Linked DNA regions of Mus musculus: region 2 is linked to region 1. Evidence: chromatin contacts called from public Hi-C data. All regions are on one chromosome and are shown on one strand. The core of a region is the stretch at or near the end of the contact, and the rest is flanking DNA. Distances in the headings are between cores, read along the strand shown. Region 1 overlaps Cep128 (centrosomal protein 128). Region 2 overlaps Cep128 (centrosomal protein 128).

The links. Hi-C and Micro-C count contacts between places; a contact is called where the count stands out from the background.
Region 2: a contact with region 1 is called in a Hi-C map of bone marrow-derived macrophages, with 2.3 times the contacts expected there. The contact joins two enhancer-like sites. A contact is called at or near these places in 4 of 484 Hi-C or Micro-C datasets (bone marrow-derived macrophages, macrophages and uterus), 3 of 115 datasets of contacts at active chromatin or transcription factors (CD8 T cells, effector CD8 T cells and memory CD8 T cells) and 2 of 9 other capture datasets (adipose tissue and pancreatic islet).

Annotation. Positions count from the first base shown.
Region 1 is chr12:91,182,216-91,185,363 of GRCm38.p6, forward strand. The region is part of intron 20 of Cep128 (centrosomal protein 128); the gene reads right to left. Among named protein-coding and RNA genes, the nearest start is that of 5430427M07Rik, 140 kb to the left of the region's middle. Within about 2 kb of position 1,471, at least 89 of the 459 cell types and tissues checked have an H3K27ac peak or open chromatin away from gene starts, as enhancers often do. A contact at or near this core is called in bone marrow-derived macrophages and macrophages, where this site is marked.
Region 2 is chr12:91,304,430-91,307,577 of GRCm38.p6, forward strand. The region is part of intron 10 of Cep128 (centrosomal protein 128); the gene reads right to left. Among named protein-coding and RNA genes, the nearest start is that of Cep128, 78 kb to the right of the region's middle. Within about 2 kb of position 1,577, at least 53 of the 459 cell types and tissues checked have an H3K27ac peak or open chromatin away from gene starts, as enhancers often do. A contact at or near this core is called in bone marrow-derived macrophages and macrophages, where this site is marked.

The DNA of each region.
Region 1 (3,148 bases), core at 221-2,720:
AAATAAAAATCATTTTAATGTATAGTGAATGTTAACGCTTCAAAGATGTTTAGTTAAATAGAAATATGCAAGGATTCCCTGAGATATTTCCCCACAAGTGCTTTGTTTTTCATAATGAGTACAGTTTTCACTTTAGTTTTTTGTTTTTCATTAAAAATGATTTTGCTTAGATAATTTTGTACATCAACCATAAATGAGGATAGCTTGTTGTTTAGTATATTAGGTTAATCACATCACCTAGAGTCTATGAATGGGGTGGAAAACACTGGGAAGAAAGCACAGGGATTGTTAAAAGGATGGAGGGCTGTTTGCACCCCTTAGAGAGGGGATGCCTATACTAGAAACACGAGGAGTAAAAGAAACAGACATGATTCAGAAACATCACCCTGAGTAGAGGAAAAGCTACCAATGGGAGACACTGAACGATAATTAGTTCACCATTAATTAAAGACAGGATTTGAGGCAAAGCATTCCCAAAGAATGAAGACAAAAACTCATCATTATCAGAGCAACACAGTCATTATCAGGTATAATTCTGAAATAAGATCAAGTGTGAACAGTGTATGTTCTCAGATAAGAACAGTGATGCTGCCCAAGCACACGCTTGGCCGAGTACAACAGCCTTCGAGATGGTTTCTCTGTCCATTCTAGAAATGTTTAGCACACATATCCAAAGACAATAACTTATGCTATAGTACATAGCTCAAAAAAAAAAAAAAAAGCAGTCCCTCGTTGGCAAAATGTTTAAGATGATGTCACTGACCCACATTTAAGTCACTATTTAGAGCAGTCAGAGAAGAGAAAACTGCTTTCTGAATTCCCTACATCACTCTATGAGTCCTACTTCTTTAAATTATATCAACAACTATTGACATTGTAACCATAGAATATATACCAGTATTTGATATAGGCTTTTATTTATGAGAAAATTTTGCTTTGAACCTTGAGGGAACATTTTAAATCACTGATAATATACAATCACATACATACACACACACACACACACACACACACACACACACACACACACACAGAGAGAGAGAGAGAGAGACAACAGACAGAGACAGAGACAGAGACAGAGACACACAGACACAGACACAGACACAGACACAGACACAGACACAGACACAGACACAGACACAGACACAGATACAAAGGGAAAGAACCAAACCAAACAGTTTTGCCCATGACCTCCCAGGTTCCTGCCTTCTTTACCAAGAGTGTTCCCTCTATTTGCAAGTTCTGATTATAGACTTCAAGGAAAGGAGGTAGGTCCAAGTAGAGTATTACATTAGTTATATTTTCCCAGTCTCACCCAGTCAAGATTGTTACCATCTTTTTAAGAAAACAGCTGAAAATCTCTACTCTGAGAAAAAGGAACTGCTTCTGAGAAGAACCAGGTGAAGAGCCTCACCAGAGAAGAACGGAAGTGGATCTCAAAGCCTCACCAGAGAAGAACGGAAGTGGAACTCAAATCCTCACCAGAGAAGAACGAAAGTGGAACTCAAATCCTCAACTATATTCCTCAGCTCTTACAGATCTTAGGCTTTATAATCAGTGTTCAGGGCTGTAAAGGGGTGAGTGGGAGAAGCTGTGTGTTACTCAGCAGGCACCAAACAACACCCAGGACTTTAACGTTTAAACGCGTGGCCAGGGCACGTCACCCCCATTCCTCCTTAGTTGCTCATTCTGTAAGTCAGTCTTCCTCTGGGAATGAGAAGATGATTAGCTGGGCTTAAGTCTCTTCTCTCCAGAAACAGAGATCTGGTTTCTGCAGTTGACATAGGCCACACAGCAGGCAGTATTCTGGAAAAGACTACATCTCGAATAAAATCAAGGGAATGGTAGAAAAACTGATAAACAGGAGAAATGATCTACTACATCTGCCACAGGGCTCCTCTGACGTCAGATATTGACTCAGCTTCCCTTTGTTGATTGAACTGGGTTTTGTTCCTACCATATACATCAAGTCTATATAGCTTTTATCTTAGTGGGCTGGATTCTTTTTCCTCTGAGTGTGTGCTATTCATTCTACTCACCTCACATGTGTGTCTGAACTGAGGCATAAGTGCTAACTGAGGATTCTGTTTTGGCTTGGTAATAAAATATGTGGTAACAAAATTGATTAAAAGGGAAAGACTTCTCTTCTGATACACAGGATGGACTCATGAAACAGGAGAGGCCGGTTGTCCACTACAGAAAAACCTACTGATTTTCTCCATATCTGCTTTTAGTGAAGCCAGTGTGCTTACTTAGCAGAGCTTAGTGTGGTTACAGCGTAAGGAATATCTTGGTAGGATAAGATAGGAAGTGCCCGGAGAGGGAAGAAACGGAGCGGGATGGCTTCTGGGAATTAATTTCCCCTTCCCCGTGCTCTGCCCAAAAGGGAGAAGCACGTCACTTTAGATTGGTGAGAGGAAAACCAAGTGCAGGCAAAAACTCTCTAGCATCATATTCTTTGCTCCCTTCTAGGAGACAAACTGACTGGCTGTCCCAGAAGTCAAAGCCTTAGCAAGTTGGCAGCAGTGCATGGGCAAGAAGGTGGAGGGTCCAAGGTTTTAATGCACTAAGTGAGTGACCTTTAGTCCCAGTACAGTCTCAAAGGGAAGCAGGAGGCACTAAGAGTGGCTGGCACTCCTACAGAAAGGTAGTCACACTCTAGGGAAGCTACAGAGCAGACTGCCTTGTAGAATTTAACTGAGTGTACATGCAGGCCGGGAGAAGGAAGCACAGCAGAGGGAACAGAGAAGAGAAAGACCAGCACTGGTTCATGGGAACAAGGCCCAGCAAAGACCATCCCAGAAAAAGTCAACATGGGTGGTAACGGAAGCAGGTACCCTGCCTGCCACACAGAGGCGTAAGTTGCCTCCTCAGGCACTGGGAAGATTAACTGAGAGACGCTCTCCAAGCCCAGGCATCCTGGAAGGGAATGCTTACATTTTCAACTAGATCCGACACTTAGCTTACTTCTACCTGCTCCATGCCATGTCTGACAGGATCTCATTTTTGTAATGGTTCGAAGGAAAAGGATTTTTTTTTAATCACCGTAGTGCTTGCTCTTTCTCCCAAATGCTAATCCTTGCTCCCTTACTCTAGGCGAGCTGCGCCTCAGCCAGGCTGGACAGCCACGGTATTAGGATCTCTGTGC
Region 2 (3,148 bases), core at 327-2,826, 120 kb after region 1:
TCTTTCTTCCTTTTTTTTTTTTGGGGGGGGGGGGGGGTTCGAGACAGGGTTTCTCTGTGTAGCCCTGGCTGTCCTGGAACTCACTTTGTAGACCAGGCTGGTCTTGAACTCAGAAACCCGCCTGCCTCTGCCTCCGCCTCCCAAGTGCTGGGATTAAAGGTGTGCGCCACCACTGCCTGGCTATCTACATCTCTCAAACATCCAAGAACATAAAGCAATCTTATACTCCTTCTTTCTTATCCACTTCAAGTTTCAGCACTTGATCACCTCTTTACAATAACGCTTTTCAAAAATAATAGTTTTCTGCTGAAGTCTACTTACTGCCTAAAACTTTATTTGATACTTTCCTTTTTAATATCCCTTGTGGTGTAAGGATGTGTAAGTCTGAGAAATTTTAGGCAATGGGATCCTTTAATTCTATTGTTTCAGGAAGAAGTGCACATACGAGGCACTGAGGAGTCATCAGAGCAAAGGACCCACTTGTGTTACATCAAGAAATGCCATCCCATTCAGACATCATCTCTGCTTTTACAGCAGCATGAGGCAGCAGACACATCAGCCCAGGGGCAATATTCTAACCTTGAATATTAAAGCAATTCTTCTTCATTAGGTAGTTCAGCATAAAAGTCACAAAAGTCTATACCATTCAGTCTGGATTGGAACAGCCTTCAACTTCTGAAAACAGATTAACACTGAAAAAGAAACATTTTACGAATGGGCAAGTCAAAATGACGAGCTATTGTGTTAAGCATTCACTCTAAGGGTTAACTCGTCTACTTCCTCTCTGAAGGGGCTAACCCCTGCACTGGTTTCTGTCTCCCTTTGACTAGACCAGGCAACTCAGAATTACATTAAAACTGACCTCGTAAAAGCAGCTATAAAAGAAAAGAAAGGATCACTTGCTGGTGAATGTCTACAACTGTGTTGTTTTGCCCTTTTAAGCTTAGTTTTCTTAGAGCCGCTTAGCCATAAAGCTATGGTGTGCCCTGCTCCAGAACTGTCATTGTCTTTTACAGTTTTAAGATCACAGGGATACCACAGAGTCTTAATAGAGGGCCCCTGAGGCACATTTAAATCTTTAAAAACAACAATTTTTCTTTTTTCCTTGAGTGTGGCTATTTGCACTACAAGGACAAACACATTGAACACTATTACAGTTCTTTAGAAGCAGATGAATGTAAACACTTACTGTTGTGGATTACCAAGAACGCAACCTTTCCTTTAGTGAGTGGAGGAAAAGGCAAAAGGAAAATGTGTGTGGAAACTCCCGCATCTTTCACAATAAACGTGTTTACCAAGCGTCTCTAATAGATGACACATTCAAATATGTGGAACAAATAGAAATTACAGGCTCCTTGTGTCTGCTGCAAAGGGACCAGCAAACTTGGTTATAATGATGGCACTAGAACCCTTAGTGAAAGATTGCATGCTAACTTTCTCATGGGCAGGGCCACTGGTATTCCCAGAGCAAAGCCATGAGCATCACGTGTCCTGATTCATGCTCAGCAGTGTTACAATGCATACCTCTGGTCACAGGGAAGAACGTGGAAATGATTCACTTGGAAACCCGCAAAACTAAAACAGGAAGAAAAAGACCTCCGGACTCATCTGAAACATGAGTCAGAATCATTATGCTCGCAGGGATGAACGGTCCGGTCAGCCTTTTTTTTTTCAGTATTTTATTTTCAGATAAAAACACATCACTGAGAAACAGAGCACAGATGCTCTTTCTCTACTTTTATGTTTAAATTTCCCACATAAAGATGAAGTAAAAGTCAGAGAATAAATACCTTAAGATTTCCAGATTACAATGAGATTACAATACCAATCAGATCACATGATACATAAGTTGAAGTTAGAAGTTGGTATTTATGTATATTATAAATGTCAACAATATCTTTGAGGACATTTGTTTACTCCCTGTTGAAAAGAAATTGTATTAAGGAGACAGGATTTATGAAATATTATGATAGAAACTGAATTTTCTTTTAAGAACACAGTTGGAAAAAAAAAAAGAACACAGTTGGGTGGCTAGCTCTGAAATTCTCTGTAGAAGCCTAAATACAACTCCAAAGCCTCAAACAAATGGACTAACGCACACTGGAAGAAAGTTTTCTGTGAAACCCAAGGACGCTGTTGCTCAGAATGAATGTGATTTGCTTAAATTAATGGAGATTTTTAGTTCGTCGAGTTCCACGAATTTCCAAAGGCTGTTTTTTCCTAAATCAAGTCAGAGATTGCTCCCCACGAGAAGGAGCTCAAGTCATGGAAAATCTTAGCCTTTAAGTCCACCCAGTTGGAGATTATCTGTGCCAACAAAAACTAATGCTCAAAAAAATGGTTTCTATCAAGTCAGAAAAACAATACACTTATATTCTAAATCTCTAAACAAACAAGTTTTCGACTCAAAACTAGCTAAATGGATTTTTTAAACTGTTAAAAAGCAGTTTATTTTATAGCCATGACCAGGGAAAGAAAAGCCTGCATTAAAAGCTACAACTAAAACAAACAAACTCCCTGTTTGGTTTTGGTAAGGTGGTGAGACTGCATGATGAAAATCTCAAGGAGATCCAATACACATGCCGACATGACACCTGCTCATCTGGGAGCTATCAGTGTAAAGGACACAAGTTCATAGGCCTGACAGTTGCTGGTCCCAGGGGTACATTCCTTTAATCCCAGCACTTGGGAGGCAGAGGCAGGTGGATGTCTGTAAGTTCAAAGCCAGACTGAGCTATCTAGTGATGCTTGGGCTCAAAAGGTGGGGAAAACCTGCTGACAGTTGAACCTGTAGGCTTCCCTCACGTGAGAGGCAAGCACATAAGTAGTCACAAGGAGCTGGCTTTTTTTTTTTTTTTTTTTTCCGAGACAGGGTTTCTCTGTATAGCCCTGGCTTTCCTGGAACTCACTTTGTAGACCAGGCTGGCCTCAAACTCAGAAATCCACCTGCCTCTGCCTCCCAAGTGCTGGGATTAAAGGCATGCACCACCATGCCCGGAGCTGGCTTTTAATGGTCATTGTAGACTCTACTACAAGTGGTTAAGTTCAAGTTATCAAAAGTAAAACATTATCTAATGATAATTCTAATCCTTAGCAAGGAGCCTTAAAGTTGTCTACGGTTTTCTAACATAAAGCCCAGAGATTTGCT